2 separate regions of the Sus scrofa genome follow, and region 2 is linked to region 1. The links are chromatin contacts, called in public HiChIP or PLAC-seq maps. All regions are on one chromosome and are shown on one strand. The core of a region is the stretch at or near the end of the contact, and the rest is flanking DNA. Distances in the headings are between cores, read along the strand shown.

Evidence for each region. HiChIP or PLAC-seq counts read pairs in DNA pulled down with a chosen protein or histone mark.
Region 2: a contact with region 1 is called in an H3K27ac HiChIP or PLAC-seq map of alveolar macrophages. The contact joins the promoter of NEK1 here to the enhancer-like site in region 1. A contact is called at or near these places in 2 of 5 promoter capture datasets (fetal liver and liver), 4 of 47 Hi-C or Micro-C datasets (embryonic fibroblasts and skeletal muscle) and 1 of 2 datasets of contacts at active chromatin or transcription factors (alveolar macrophages).

Annotation. Positions count from the first base shown.
Region 1 is chr14:20,046,463-20,054,318 of Sscrofa11.1, reverse strand. CLCN3 (H(+)/Cl(-) exchange transporter 3) reads left to right here. Exons shown (of 13, transcript XM_001926134.7): 11 at 1,861-2,259. Among named protein-coding and RNA genes, the nearest start is that of CLCN3, 77 kb to the left of the region's middle. Within about 2 kb of position 5,223, at least 1 of the 83 cell types and tissues checked has an H3K27ac peak or open chromatin away from gene starts, as enhancers often do. A contact at or near this core is called in alveolar macrophages, where this site is marked.
Region 2 is chr14:20,140,976-20,148,831 of Sscrofa11.1, reverse strand. It overlaps NEK1 (serine/threonine-protein kinase Nek1), which reads right to left and starts at 4,201. Exons shown (of 33, transcript XM_021072853.1): 1 at 4,109-4,201; 2 at 3,641-3,758.

The DNA of each region.
Region 1 (7,856 bases), core at 3,974-6,473:
GACGGGCAGAATCACTCTCCTCAGAGTAGCAGGTATCCATCCACTTTCTCTTGAGCATTGTGTGGGGTATAGAGGGTGACGCTGTGAACGAGGCCCATCCCCACGAGAGGCGTGTGGGGAAGGAGGCCAGCCCTGGCTAGGTGCACAGTGCGGAGTGATGAGGTGCAGGGCTGAGAGTATCTCCGAGGCCCTTGGGAGCCCAGGAAGAAGGCGGTGCATATGGCTCAGCAGGTACACATGCACCTTATTCTCAAGGAGGAGTGGGATCTAAAGGTGACTTTGCTGAAGAGTTAAGTGATGTGAAGACAGTGGAATTGGGACGGGGATAAGCACAGTATTCCTGGTGCTTTGGAGAAACTGACTATGTTGAAGTCTGGACACTTTTGGAAGTAAAGTCGGGTTGGTGAGAAGGAGCCAGGTTCTGAAAAGGCAACAATTTATGTCAGAGTGAATTTGTGGCTTTGCCATTTTTAGTGGGATGACTTTGGGAAAGTTCCTTTACTTTTTGATTTTTATTTTTTTATCTGTAAAATGGAAATAATAAGTACTTACCTTGTTCAGTTATTTCTGAGGATTATATAAGATAAAATGCATAGACAGTTGTTAGCACAGTGCCTGGTGAAATAAGTGCTTGGTTATTTAAAAAAAAAAAAAAAGCCTTTACAAACTGACAGGGGTATCCCTGGTATGTGGTGGGTATGCAGGCTGCAGTTGGTTCATTCTTTCTTCTATGTTTACTCTAAGAAATTACAGGAAGAGTTTAAGCTTGATAAAAGTAAAAACGGAGGAGCCCTGGTAGGTTTCTGAGCAAAGAAGCAACATGGTGAGAGTGGCACTTAGGAAAGACTGACTTTGGAATATGGCTTATAAAGCAGACGGAAGGAAGGTAACAGGACCTGTAGTCAAGGAATTATTAAAATCAACGAACAGAGTCTACAGGGCTGCACTAGGTTATAATAGAATATTGAGCAAGGGGCCCTAGAGAGAGATTTGCAGAGCAGACCGGATAGGGCTAGGTGAGAATCTGGGTGTTGGGATAAAGTAAAGAGATGAACCAGGAGTGGCCCTTGAGTTTTCAGGAAGGATGTGGTGCCTGGCGATGGAGTCATGGAGCTTGGATGGGGGCCCTCTGGGGAAGGAATAGAGTTTGGTTTTGAGTGTGTGGTGGTCTCTGCGACCTTGAGTCATCCAGAGACTTCTCAGAGTTGGAAATGAGACTCGCACAACTGTAAGATACGCTGTGGGTGGTGGGGAGGCCTCTACGTGGAGATGGTGATTCAGAGGGTGATGTGGCAGGTAATGTGGAGAGTTCAGGTGAGCTTTCTTAGGGAAGGGGTGTTACATTGGTGACGTAAGTGACACGGCCTCAAAATGTATTCATTTTGAAGAGATTTAGAGGAGAGAAATTTTTAATGTAATGGCCCAGCGTATGGTTGGTGTGGCTGTGAACAGGTGCCTGAGCTTCTCGGCCCGCACTGCGGCCACCCTGTGGTCGTGTGAGTTTAATATGAAAATCAATAGTAAACAAGTTAGCCATGATGTGTTTCACCAAATTTTTTAAGAATTAACAGTAAGCTTTTATGAGGTGAAATTATGTCTTTGTTACAGCAGTAAGCCAAAATGGCAAACTGTATTAGTTGGTCAGCTGTGATTTTTTTTTTTTTTTTAAATATGAAGTAAACCAGTTTTGAAATGTGATTTTAATAGCCTTCTGTGTTATACACGAAGATTGGTGTTTCTCTAGATCTTATTAAAGTGATAATCCTTTTCACTAAATTCTATTTATAATTTGTGTTCATCTGCCCACCCATTGACGGCGGGGCCCTGAACTTCCTGACCAGTGGTGCTCATTTCTTTCAGGTGGTGTGACAAGGATGACCGTCTCCCTGGTGGTTATTGTTTTTGAGCTTACTGGAGGCTTGGAATATATTGTCCCCCTTATGGCTGCAGTAATGACCAGCAAGTGGGTTGGAGATGCCTTTGGGAGGGAAGGCATTTATGAAGCTCACATACGGCTAAATGGATACCCTTTTTTGGATGCAAAAGAAGAGTTCACTCATACCACCCTGGCTGCCGACGTCATGAGACCTCGGAGGAGTGACCCCCCGCTGGCGGTCCTGACCCAGGACAATATGACGGTGGACGACATCGAGAACATGATCAACGAGACCAGCTACAACGGCTTTCCTGTCATAATGTCCAAAGAGTCCCAGCGATTAGTGGGGTTTGCCCTCAGAAGAGACCTGACGATCGCAATAGGTACCTTTTAAAGAGATACACGTACATCTGCCTGTGTCTCTGTCTGTGGACACCTTGCAGATAGATGCAAATGGATGGTAGATTTCTGAAAGAAAGGAAAGCTGTCAGCTCTAGTTGGTTTAGTTTGTGGGGCAAGGGTTGTGTTTTACCTCCTTTAGGAAAGGAATTTATACTTCCATGGTTTGTTTTGCAGATAAATATCGCTTTATTTTTTGAGATTGGAGTCAGACTCTTTTCTCGCTCAGAGGAGTCTTGTTAAGTTGACGATATTCATAACAGCACATCGTGTAAGGCCTTAGTAAATAAGTAAGTGCCAGGGCATTCCGCTAAATACTTCTTAGACTTAATAAAGTTGGTGTATTTGAATGAAGGTTACTAAATATTCCATCATCTTTGATCTGTTTTATACCAGATCCACAGGGTTTTGCTTTTTCAGTTTTTAGAATCAGATTTATGGTATAACTTGTAATATATAAGTGAAAAAATAATGATCAAGTTTTTGTTTTTGGTTAAGGGCCAGGTTGACAAATATTAAGTCCTTTTTGGTGCTGACATTCCTGAAAATAGAGTTTAACGGCGTCAGCAATACTGTGTTATTTCTTGGAGGTAAATGACATTTTTTTTCTGAGGAGGAAGCCCATTTTGCTCCTCCAGAATTTAATTACCCTCTTCCCTTGCAGTCCTGCAGTGCTGGCAGGGAGGCCAGGAAGGCTTTAATCCTTTTCCGTACAACCTGACTCCTCTCCCCAAGCCCGGAGGTGATAGAGGGGTCTTCTTCCAGGCCTTGCTTTGAAACTCCCCAGGGTACATTAGAAGATCTGAGCTGAGAAGGTAGAGTGTTCACCTGTCCCCAGGGTCATTCCCACAAACCTGCCATGTCCCTCCAACTTAACCTCTTTCACTATTACAGAGACCGTAGAATATTTCAGTTCTTGTGCCATTTGAAGTGGGAGGACTAGGTATGTCAATGAGGAGTGTTTCTCAGCTCAGCCTGGACACTTAGTTTATAAGAGCTGTTAAAGCAGAAAGAAGAAAGAACAGAGCCCATAGAGACTATCCATTTTAGTTAAGGAAAGAGCTGCATCTCTGGAAGGCTTTTCCAGAGCCTAGCAAGGCCATCATTCCCAGTTTCTCTTTAGGCCATAGAATAGTAGTTGCTAGAAAGGCCCAGCGTATGGTTGGTGTGGCTGTGAACAGGTGCCTGAGCTTCTCGGCCCGCACTGCGGCCACCCTGTGGTCAGAGAGGAGTTTCTGTGCTTCCCTTTCTACTCTGTAAGTTTAAATAGACAAGTCAGAAAGTTGGAATGAAAAAATGAAAAAGACAAGGGTTAAAAAGTTGGAATTTATGTCAAAGTTTAAAGGAAAAAGCCCAGGTTTTTAAAAGAACAAGAGGAAAGTTGTAAAGTTAAGAATTATTTACATTCCCATTGATTCTGTGGATATACTTTTAAAAGTTTTGTTACTGTCTTGAGAAATAGAGTATTAGGATAGCAAGTGTCCGTTTAAGGGAGTAGCGTACTTTAGACACAGGAAATACCAAATTGTGTCATCAAAAAGGTTAATTACATGGTGACCTTTTTTAACACACCTTAAGTATTTACCAACATATATTTTTGTAATGTTTTTGTTTTGAATGGGAAAAAATAGACCTGTACTCTAGGTTTTATATATAATATTGCTAAAATACATATTATATATAAGATGTAATATGTAATTGATATATGTATTTCTATGAAATACTTTATCGAAGGACAAAAAAGAATGCCTAACTAGTGAGCTATATGTTATATCCAGGAATGAGAAAACTCAAGATAAGTTTCCCCAAAATTTATTTATAAACTCTGGAGTTTTTGTGTTATTTAAAATTATTTTTTCGGGTTTTTTTGTTTGTTTGTTTTTTTTTTTTTTTTTTGTCTTTTTAGGGCCGCACCTGTGGCATATGGAGGTTCCCAGGCTAGGCGTCCAATTGGATCTGTAGCTGCCAGCCCATGCTATATAGCCACAACAATGTCACTTCTGAACCGTGTTTGTGACCTACACCACAGCTCACGGCAATGCCGGATCCTTAACCCACTGAGAGAGGCCAGGGATCAAACCCGCTTCCTCATGGATGCTAGTCAGGCTCCCTAACTGCTGAGCCACGACAGAAACTCCAAAATCCTCTGGTTTTTTTTTTTTGTTTTTTTTTTTTTTTTGCTTTTTAGGACTGTGCCCATGGCATATGGAGATTACCAGGCTAGGGGTCCAGTTGGAGCTATAGCTGCAAGCCTACACCACAGCCTTAGCAATGTTGGATCCGAGCCACATCTGTGACCTATACCACAGCTCATGGCAATCCCGGATCCTTAACTTTAACTGAGCAAGGCCAGGGATTGAACCCGCATCCTCATGGATCCTAGTTGGGTTCTTTAACCGCTGAGCCATGATGGTAACTCCTTTTTTTAGTTTATGTATTGATGGTATGTTGACATAGTTCAAGAAGACGAAAGGTATATAGTGAAAAAGCTCTCACCCATGACCTCATGGTCACCAGTTTAACTTTCCATAGGCAGCCGTCTGCTTGGCTTCTTAGGTTTTCTGTGGATATCATTCTGTGCTTTCCTAAGTATGTATGTATGTTTTTTACTTTTTTAAACAAATTGTACCATGCTATCCAGTACATGCTGTTGTGTAGCTTGTTGTTTTTCACTCAAGAGTGGTTTCTCAGTCGTCTTTGCAAATCTTGGTCATCTTTTGTGTGAGGTTTTCTGCTTTCATTTTTAACAGCTGCAGAGCAGTCCACTGAGTGGACATACCATGGGCTGCATCAGAGTTTTTACATTCAGCCTCCCTCCCACTCGTGGTTTAATGTGGTTCTGCTGTGGTAAAAATTGCTGCCTCATGTTTTTTGATAACCTTGTGTAGTTGATGTTTTGCTTATGCACAGATGTAGGGAAGTTCCAGAAGTGGAAGTGTTGGGTCAGAGAGTAGTGTGCTTGTAATTTTGTAAGACGTTTTCAGATAGTGGCCATAGTGGTTATGCTGTGCACTCTCAGCAGGACCCAGTGACAGCTTGCCAGGTTCATGTTTAGTCCTATGGAGAGAGACATTCCTCCTGCATTTTTGTGTCCGGCTGTGCAAGTGATTTGTTTAAAATGAAGCATATATTGAGAATATTTATAGGGTGAATTGAAACGTCCTTCCTGTTTTCCACCCGAAGGTACAGAAGTGTACTTGCACCTTTCTGTGTCTGTCCTAGGAGCTGTGAGTTTTACAGGGAGAAGGTTAATGTATGAGAACGTGAATACTGTTGACATATGGAACACGATTAGAATGGACGTGGCAGGCCGTCTCTCGCTATGCTTTTCTCCCCAGCCACTGTCTTCTGTTCAGAGTGAGCTTTAGCTTGTGCACCTGGGAGAGAGGATCTCTTATTAGCCTTAGACCCTGAAAAAAGATTTACACGAGTATGAACTGCAGTCTGTGGACCAGCCTTTTGTTGATCTCTTTGTAGGAGCTACAGTTAACTTTGTACCTGCTCAGTTAATTGAAACATCTTTTATGAATGTAGAGATTTTTGCTTTCTAAAATAAATACAAGTGAAAGAGTTGGAGATGCCATGGTGATTATTTTGGAACCTGTTCATATGGTTAAAAATGAAGGGGATAGACAGCTTTTTTTTTTTTTTTTGTGTGTGTGTGTGTGTGTTATTTCTTGGGCCGCTCCCGCAGCATATGGAGGTTCCCAGGCTAGGAGTCGAATTGGAGCTGTAGCCACCAGCCTATGCCAGAGCCACAGCAATGCGGGATCTGAGCCTCGTCTGCGACCTACACCACAGCTCACGGCAACGCTAGATCCTTAACCCACTGAGCAGGGGCAGGGACCAAACCTACAACCTTATGGTTCCTAGTCGGATTCATTCACCACTGCACCACGACAGGCACTCCCAGACAGCTTTGTACCTTGCTTCTTTGTGAGTTTTGAGAATCTAATCCCTTGATAGTAACACAAATAGGAACAATGAAATGTGAAAATTGGGGGGGGGGATAATTTTATATTAAAGGTTGGAGGTAAAATTTGTATTAACTTTATAAAATTTTTCTTTGGAATAGAACCACTCCCATTCTCCTGGAAGTGTAACTAATGTGTGCACTCCTAGAGAAAAAGTCTGAATCTTGTCAGAAAGAGAAAACTCTGGAGTTCCCACTGTGGCTTAGCAGTATCCATGGGGACGTGGGTTCAATCCCTGTCCTCGCTCAGTGAGTTAAAGATCCAGTGTTGCCATGAGCTGTGGGGTCGCAGGATGTGGCTCAGATCTGGCATTGCTGTGGCTGTGGTGTAGGCTGGCGGCTCTAGCTCCGATTTGACCCCTAGCCTGGGAACCTCTGTGTGCCACACGTGTGGCCCTAAAAAGACAAAAAATAAAAATAAAGTGAAAACTCTGATGATAACTTTTGGCTTAAAGGCCTTTGAATGAATGGCATTCAAAAAATTTTATTTTCAAAAAAAAAAAACCTAGCAGATGTCCTGGCACTTAGTAAGTGTTCAGTGAATGTGCTTTTTAAAGTAATTACTGGATTCATGTGAAAGTGATATTCTTCAGATAACAAATTTAACTCAGAGGTTGAATGTTCCCTATCCTTGTGCCTTGTATTTGAGAACATTCCAGTAAGCAGGTAAACGAATCAATTAGATATAATTGCTTTTTTCTAAAAATTTCTGCAATTGTTTTATCATTAAGTGTTTAAGTCTCTCAGCGTACCTTCACCTTGCTCTTCCAAGGTGTTTCACGTTGATGATTGGGGTTAGTTTAACTGCCATACATGCTGACATACTTAGCACCCTGCACAGGCCATTAGCCAGATGCTTCTGTGGGCTAAAAGCAGCTTAAGGAGCGCTTTTCAAAACCATTCTGGCCTTCTTGTCCACGCCCTTCTTAGGCTTTGGACTCACTTAGTGGAACTTACCTCCTGCCTTCTTACTTGCAGGCCACAGCAGGTTAAACAGGGCCTGGAAAGCTGCAGTGTTGGTGTGCAGTCTGTGCTCCATTTAGGATGGATGCTTATTATTTTACTTATTATTCTGCTCCATTTAGGTTGGATGCTTATTATTTTGACATAAATATTTTTGTAGCAAAATGCATGTTCAAAATATGTTCAGTATGACAAATACTATATTTGTACACAGTTTTGAATTTATACCAACTCAAGATAGGAACATAAACTATTTCATTTGTCTTGTGTGTTCACCCCATTTTGTGGGTTTCCTCCATCCTGTAGTCTCTGTTCTTCGTTTGCAGCTTTCTGCATCTTGGCCACTTGTGGTCTCGCTCCATCCAAGATGGCCGTGGAGGTAGGCTCAGGGCAGGAGCACTGGAGGCAAAGCCCTGCAAGGGGGAATTAACCATCTCTGCAGATAAGAGCTGAAAAGTCAGCCTGTGCGTCATGAGTGTGGCTGTGGTCTCATCCCCCTGGTGACTCGCCTGGAGCACTAAGTTTAGACACTAGAAAGAGGAAGAGTTCTTTGGTCCACAGGGGTGGGAGGTTGATAGCACATTGCAGCAGGGACAAGATGAAGTCCCCTGTGGTGCCATCCCCACAGTGGGAGGAGTAGCCTGG
Region 2 (7,856 bases), core at 2,952-5,451, 96 kb before region 1:
GAAGGAAGACTTATTCTACTTGATATCAAGACACTGTAAAGCTGTAATAATTATGAAATAGGCAAATCACAGAAAGTCCAGAAATACATCAAAAAAATTTTTAATTTAGTGGATGACCATAACGTTTCTTAAATATATATATACATATATATATATAAAACAATTGATTTACATACATTTTTTTTTTTTTTTTTTTTTTTTTTTTTTTTTTTTTTTTTTTTTTGTTTTTTGTTGTTTTTTTTGGCTGTGCATATAGATTCCAGCTATTGAATCGAGCTGTACCCCCTACGCCAGACACAGCAACTCGGATCCGACCGCTCTGCACCTACACCACAGCTCACCAACGCCGATCGTTAACCACTGAGCAGGCAGGACCGAACCCCACTCATGTCTAGTCGATTCGTTAACCACTGCCACGACGGAATCTACATGACAACATTTTAAATTGGTAAGGAAAAGATAAAGATTTTGAATAAATAATGTTTAGACAACTTGGTAGCCATATGACAGAAAAAAATAGAGTTAAATCCACTTTCTTCACTTTATACCAACACAAATTCCGGGTGATAAAACACTTAACTGCCCCCCCCCAAAAAAAAGAAAAGGAGTTCCCGTCATGGCACAGTGGTTAACGAATCTGACTAGGAACCATGAGGTTGCAGGTTCGATCCCTGGACTTGCTCAGTGGGTTAACAATCCGGCGTAGCCGTGAACTGTGGTGTAGGTTGCAGACGCAGCTCGGCTCGGATCCCGCAGTGCCATGGCTCTGGCATAGGCCAGCGGCTACAGCTCCGATTGGACCCCTAGCCTGGGAACCTCCATATACCACGGGAGCGGCCCTAGAAAAGGTAAAAAGACCAAAAAAAAAACAAAAACAAAAAAAACACTTAACTGTAAAAAATAAAAACATAATGGTAATAAAACTATTATTAAAATGATGTTTATAATCTTAGAGTGGGGTAGTTTAGTATGACACAAATCTAAAAAGCTTTAAGGAATTAATATCCTCAATAGCAAAAACTAGTATAAGTTAAAATTTAAATGACAAAAAAGAATATATACACATATTTACTTTTTTAACTCATGGGACTAAGGACTCATTTTTCTAATACATAACTTTGATTTTACAGTTATTTTATTTTAGAGCACGCATGCAATGGCTTGATGTGGGATCTGTTTATAGACCAGGGACTGAACTCAGGCCACAGCAGTGAAAGCACCAATACTAACCACTAGACCACCAGGGAACTTCCTCATTTTTCTGATAAATAAAAGGCTCCTACATATTCAGAGAACCACAACAAAAACAGAAATCCAACAGAAAAAACAGACAAAGGATACAAAGTTAAAAGTTAACAACAACATAAAGGCATATAACTGATGCTAAAATGTGCAAAGGTATCCAATCTCCCATAAAGAGAATACAGCTTAAAAGTACAAGAGATAAATATTATGCTATGTACAATTTACCGCAACAAAAAAAATACAAAAAATAGCATTTTTAACTCATCAGGATGGCAAAATTCAGAAAGTCCATAACTATACTATGTTTGAGGGAATAAAAGGAAACAGAATACGGTAAGAATACAAACTGATACAAACACTAAAGAAAATAATTTGGTAATATCTACCAAAATTAAAAGTGTTCACACTGTGATCCGACAATTCCATTCAAGGAATTTACCCTAAAAATATTTCCAAATACATGAAAATGACATATGTGCAAAGTTATTCTCTGCAACAATGATGAAATGGCAAAACTTAAATATCCAGAAAAAAGTCAAAGAGAAAATTGACATGGATTAATTTCTAAGCACCAGAATAAGAAATGTGAAATACTATTTGTGTATTAAAAGGAAATACATTTGAATATATTTATATTTACACTTACTTATACACGTGTGCATGTATATATAAAATACTTGCATTTACATACACAAAATGCAATCTTTTGTGTAAGTAACATCTGAAAGGATACACAACAAACTGGTAATACTGACTGACTTCAGCGAAGAGAACTGAGTAGTTGAAAGGCCTTTCTATCTTTTTCTACCTTCTAAATTTCAAACCATCTGATTGTATTAACTATTCAAAACCATAACTAAAATTTAAATTTAAAAGCAATAATAAACGCTGACAGAAAGAAATAGGAAGAATGCTGCCTAAATCAATTTCTCGGGTTAAAATTCTTCAACAGTTTCTCCATTTCCAAACTTCAAACGCTGACATTCAAAATCTTTCTGTGTGGCATCACTCTTTTCAAGTATGTCAACTGAGCTCCAAAAAATATTATAGCCTGTAGTCAAGTTAGACATCTTTCCTCATATTTTACTAAGAATGTCTTTAAGCCACAACTACATTTGACATGGCAAAATTCTGTGCACCAAATGTGAAAAATGTCAGAGTATATGAATGAAAAACTGTATCCCCACCAATGTAGAACATTAAGCCTTTTCAGCTCTTTCAGTTATTTGACAGACAAGCAAAATGTCCTGAAGGGAAACAATGGTAAAGGAATGTCAACAGATTTCCAGAAGCCCATGTGGTACAGTCTGCAACTGCAATCCACACATATAGCTCTCCTAAAACAATAAATGCCATTTTGGACTGTGGGAGAGGGACAAAATATCTCCTCAATGAGGGAAGTCCCTGCCTTATTTCTCATAATTCAAAAAAGCAGAAAGCAGAAATGGAATTCCTATTACACTTTTTTCAAAATACGTTTTTTCTTCTCTTTAGGTCTATTCCTCTCTCTAAGACAATTCAGATAACAATTAACAACTTTCCTAGTGGAAAATACCAACATGTAAAGTTTATATTCATGAAATGGTGTCATGTCCATGACTTAGGTTAGAGGTAGGACACTAGACAGAGTAAAATTAACTTTGAATACAACGCTAATTTATTATTAAAATGACCTCAAAACAACTCCTGTGGCCAACTTCTGTAACCTTTAGTAAACGCCTAAAGGTGACTCAATGTGCAAAAACCTGTTATCCCACAAAATAGGCTCCTTACCTTTCAATATTAAAACAGATCTGTGGATCCTCTAATGTCAGACAAATCTACAGCAGAAACAAAGAACTAATTCTCTCCTTATCTGGCATCCCTCCATGGTGTCTACAATACTGCTGCATCATAAGAAAAGGCCATTACCAGCATATACTGGATATTACCTTCAACCCTTCATATGATTATTTCTGATGTAATTTACCATGGCAATAAAAACTCTTCCGCTTCTTGGGGACAGACCTTATATTAGAAAATAAAAATTAGGCCTGTATAAAAAAAAGTTACGATGAACTCTAACAGAACTTTTAATTCTCTACATACAGAAATTTTAAGCATGTAGAAATTATACATGAAGAAATTCTAAGAAATATAAATGACTTACCGGTAACAACACTTCTATTATTTTAAATCCATTATCACTGCAAGTTTTTAAATAATGTCAAAGAGTTGCTTAGTAACGCACACTGTTCCCTGGAGAATTAACACTGAAGAGATGCGGTTACTATTTCCCGTGCACTTCAGGTGAGGATCCCTGCAACCTCCACATCAGAAAGTCTAGACAAGGGCTCCCCGTTTCCAAAATGACTGCACTGTTCTGCACGTCGCCGCTTCCCTGAGAGCCACTCACCTTGGACCCAGGTCGTGGGCAGCAACGGCCGTGAGGGTCGATAGGCGCCGACCGTGTCGCCGTATTCCCGCGGGGTCAGCGAGGCAGAAGCACTCTCCCGCGGTCCAAAAAGGACATCCTGAAAAAGAACCGAGTTCGTGACCGCAGCGCCCGGCCCCGTCAGGAAGTGGCGGTGGGATCCTGCCGGTCCCCCACTGCAGCCCGCGCCGCCCGGGCCAACGCCCCGGGACACCGGTCCGCGCCACCGGGAGGCACAAACTGGCTTCCCAGCCCCTGGCAACGGCGGCGGGGGGAGTGCCCCGGGCGCCGCCCCCCAACTTCTCAGACGCGGCTGCCGGCGGCCTCACGAAGCAGACTCATTGGGTTTGGGGGCTATCTGCCGGCTTTTCCCCCGCGCCGCGCCACGCGGGCGCTGGACACCGGGCGACGCAAAGAAGAGCTGGGCAGTTCAAGCTCAGGACTCCATACCCGGCGCCCCAAAATCTGTAGCCAGTGCAGAGGGCGGGGCGTCCCCGGCGCGGCCGTGTGACGTCAGCGCGCGGGAGCCGACGCGGAGCGGGGGTGGCCGGGAAGGATGGGCGAGTCGTGGGTGGGGCGGGGCGGGGCGGGGCGGGGCGGGGCGGGGCGGGGTCTGGGTAGGACTGGGCCTGGGCGGGGCGGGGAGGGGCACTGCAGGTGCTTGAGGAGCGGAGTGGAGAGGTTCAGCCGGTTGGCTCCCTCGCGAGAGTGCAGCACAGAGGAGGGCCAGAACCTGCTAGAAAGTGGTATGGAGTAAAGCATATGATAAACTCGTGCATACACGTACTACAAAGAGAAAGGGACTTTTTTAACTTGGATGTTTTTTAGGATGCCACGTTTTGAAAACTAGTTTTGCTTTAAAAAGCAAGTTTTAGAGTTCCCATGTGGCTCAGCAGAGACAAACCCGGCTAGTATCTATAAGGAGGCGGGTACAATCCCTGGCCCCACCCAGTGGGTTAAGGATCCTTTGTGGAGAGCTGTGGTGTAGGCTGTAGTAGTCGCTCAGATCTGGTTGCTGTGGTTTAGGCCAGTAGCTGTAGCTCCAGTTCAACCCTTAGCCTGGAAATTTACGTTTGCTGAACCTGTGGCCCTTAAAAAAAAAGGCAAGCCTGAAGTGAAATAAGTCAGAAACAAGTACTGTATGTTATCACTTCCATGTGGAATCGAAAAAAAATAATACAAACTAATGAATACAACAAAAAGGAAACAGACTCATGGATGTAGAGAACAAATTAGTGGTCACCAGGGGGAGGGCTATGAGAAAGGTATGGGTATAGACACAATTGCTATATAAAATAAATAAGATACTATTGTACAGCACAGAGGAATATAGCTATTATTTTGTCATAACTATAAATGAAGTATAACATAAAAATTTTGAATCACTATGTTGTACATCTGAAACATATAATATTGTACATCAATTATACCTCAATGAAAAAAATAAATAGAATGTTTTTTAAAGCAAGCGTAGCAGTTCTCTTGTGGTTCAGTGGGTTAATGTTCCAGTGTTGTCACTGCAGCAGCTTGGGTCACTGCTATCACTCTGGTTTGATCCATGACCAGGGAATTTCCCCATGGCATGGGTGCAGCCATAAAAAATGAAATTAAAAATAAAATAAAAGCAAGCCTATTCTTAGTCTGTCTTGGATGGTTGAAGCAAGAAACTATTTTTAGGTCTCAAAAAAATTAAGTACAATGTGATTTAAAAAGAAAAAATTTTAAAAAAACTAATAAATATAATTTTCTACACTATCATATCTAATAGGTTCTGCCCGTGTATTGAAAGATTTAGTAGTCTAACTACCTTTCTTCATTGCAAGACTTTCAAAGATAGAGACAGTCTTTTCTGTAATAACGGATCATGCGCAGTGTCACCCTGGGTAGCCCTTTGGCTAAACTGCCTTCCCTAGAGTAATCCCAAGATACTGGAGAATCCAAACCTGAAGCTGAAGGAGGATGATGGTGTATCCACCTTAGTTACCCTCCAGGTTGTATGTGTTGTATGTGGCATGGAGGAGTTTTGCCAGAGGCCTCAGGTGTAAATGATTCAGATCTTTGCTACCAAGAAATCTGCTTCCTTCTCTCTCACCAAAACACCAAGGACTGAGACCTTTCTGGGTTCCCCTGCCAGTCTGGCTTAGTCGTGCTTAAACGAGATGCTTTATTGCTGGCATGGAAATTGAACTCTTTTTGCCTCTTTGCCAGAAGATGGCACTGCAAGTCATCCAACCTGGCAATCTGGGGACGTCTGCTTTAGTATGCCCCCTTAGTCTCCCTGCAAAAGACCTGTTTTCCTCATTTCCTGACTTCTAGGTTAACCTCCTGTGTCCCCGCCCACCCCCAGTTAGTAGGAATTTTGTCTTAATGCACAGTAATTCCAATTCCACCCACATTCCTTTGTACAGCAAAGCAATGTGAAAACGTTGCCATTGCTAATCTAAGTAAATTCCTCTTTGCAGCTTTCATGAAGAATGATTAGTCAGATACTTCTTTAGGCTCCTATCATAAACTGTTGGTGAGCACATAAACTGCTGTTGTCTTTGCAGAAGGAATGCTACCAATAGGCATATCCTTGACAGCATATTCACTTCTAAGACAAGTGGGCAGAGATACATATACAAGGTAACCATCAGTGTTTATAAGCAAAAAAATTCACAACCCTCTAAGTGTCTAACCATAAGAAATTGACTGAATACATTGCAATATATCCAAACAATGGTGTATTCTGAAAACATTAAAAAGGATGATTGGGATCTGTTTTTATTGACATAGAAAAGTGCCCTTGATTTATTGTTGAATAAATCAGGTTACTTTTTAACAAAGCAAAGGCGTGCCCACAGGGCAAAATGCCAAACTCTGACATTGGGAGTTTGCGGCAAAGGCTTTATTACCCTCCCCAAGCAAGGGAGTGGAAGACAAGCCTCAGACTGAATCCCTCTTGGTGCCTGAGTTGGGTTTTGTTTTGTTTTGTTTTGTTAAAGGGAAGAACAAAGAGGCTGAGGCTAATCATTGTCTCGTGACATGTCTTAATCTCGGTTTCAGGAGTCAGGATGTCTCTGGTTTATGACTCTGGTCCGGTGGTCCATGGCAAGCGGCAGGGTGTGAGTTCATCTTGCCCTGGAGAAACAACCTGAGTCTGTAGTTAATGATGATATCTAGAGTAGCAATTTTAGTACATTAATGACGTTATCACGACAGCAGTTTTAGTCATTTGATTCTGGTTGATTAGAGTTCAGTCAGCACGGGATGGAGGTCAGAGGGGACAAGAAAGGGAATGAAGTTTTGGGTGAAGAGAAGAATCATAATCTCAGTAAGGAAATTTGGCTTTAGGGGTTTTAGGGGACTTGGTTTCATAATCTGTGTTAAAAGGATTACCTGATTATTTCCCTTTCTGGTTCATATACTTGTATAATTTTTTTTCTGTTTACAATGAGAATGTGTTTGGGGTTCTTTGAGTCTTCTTATTTAAATATTTTGTTGGATTTTTCTTTCAAACAACAAAAAAGACTTTGTTCCTTACAACAGCCCAATAACATAAACATACAAAGGTAAGGCCTTCAGTCAGTCTCCAGAACTCACCCTGTGCTCACTCCTCCAGGAAGCCACTGAGTTTCACACATATAACCCACATTCGGCTCTAAGCTCATAAAAACATAGATGACCTTGTAGTCATATATATTAGTTTTAATTTTTTAAAATGAGTTTACAAGGGGTTCCCCTGTGGCACAGTGGGTTAAGGATCCAGCATTGTCACTGCTGTGGCACAGGTTCAGTCACTGGCCTGGAAACTACTCCTTGCCGTGGGCATACGCATTATTTCACAACCTGCATTTTTAAAAATTTAACAGTAAATCATGAACATTTCTACAGAGATCAACTAATTCCTTTATTTATTTATTTATTTATTTATTTATTTATTTATTTATTTTTTATTTTAAGGCTGCACCTGCAGCATATGGAAGTTCTCTGGCCTGTGGTCGAATCAGAGCTTCAGCTGCTGACCTACACTACAGCCACATCAATGCCAGATCCCAGCCACATCTGAGACCTACACCACAGTTGTGGCAACATCAGATTCATAACTCACTGAGTGAGGCCAGGAATTGAACCCACATTCAACACTATGCCTGGTTCTTAATCTACTGAGAGATCAACTACTTCTTTTTTTTTTTGGTCTTTTTGCTATTTCTTTGGG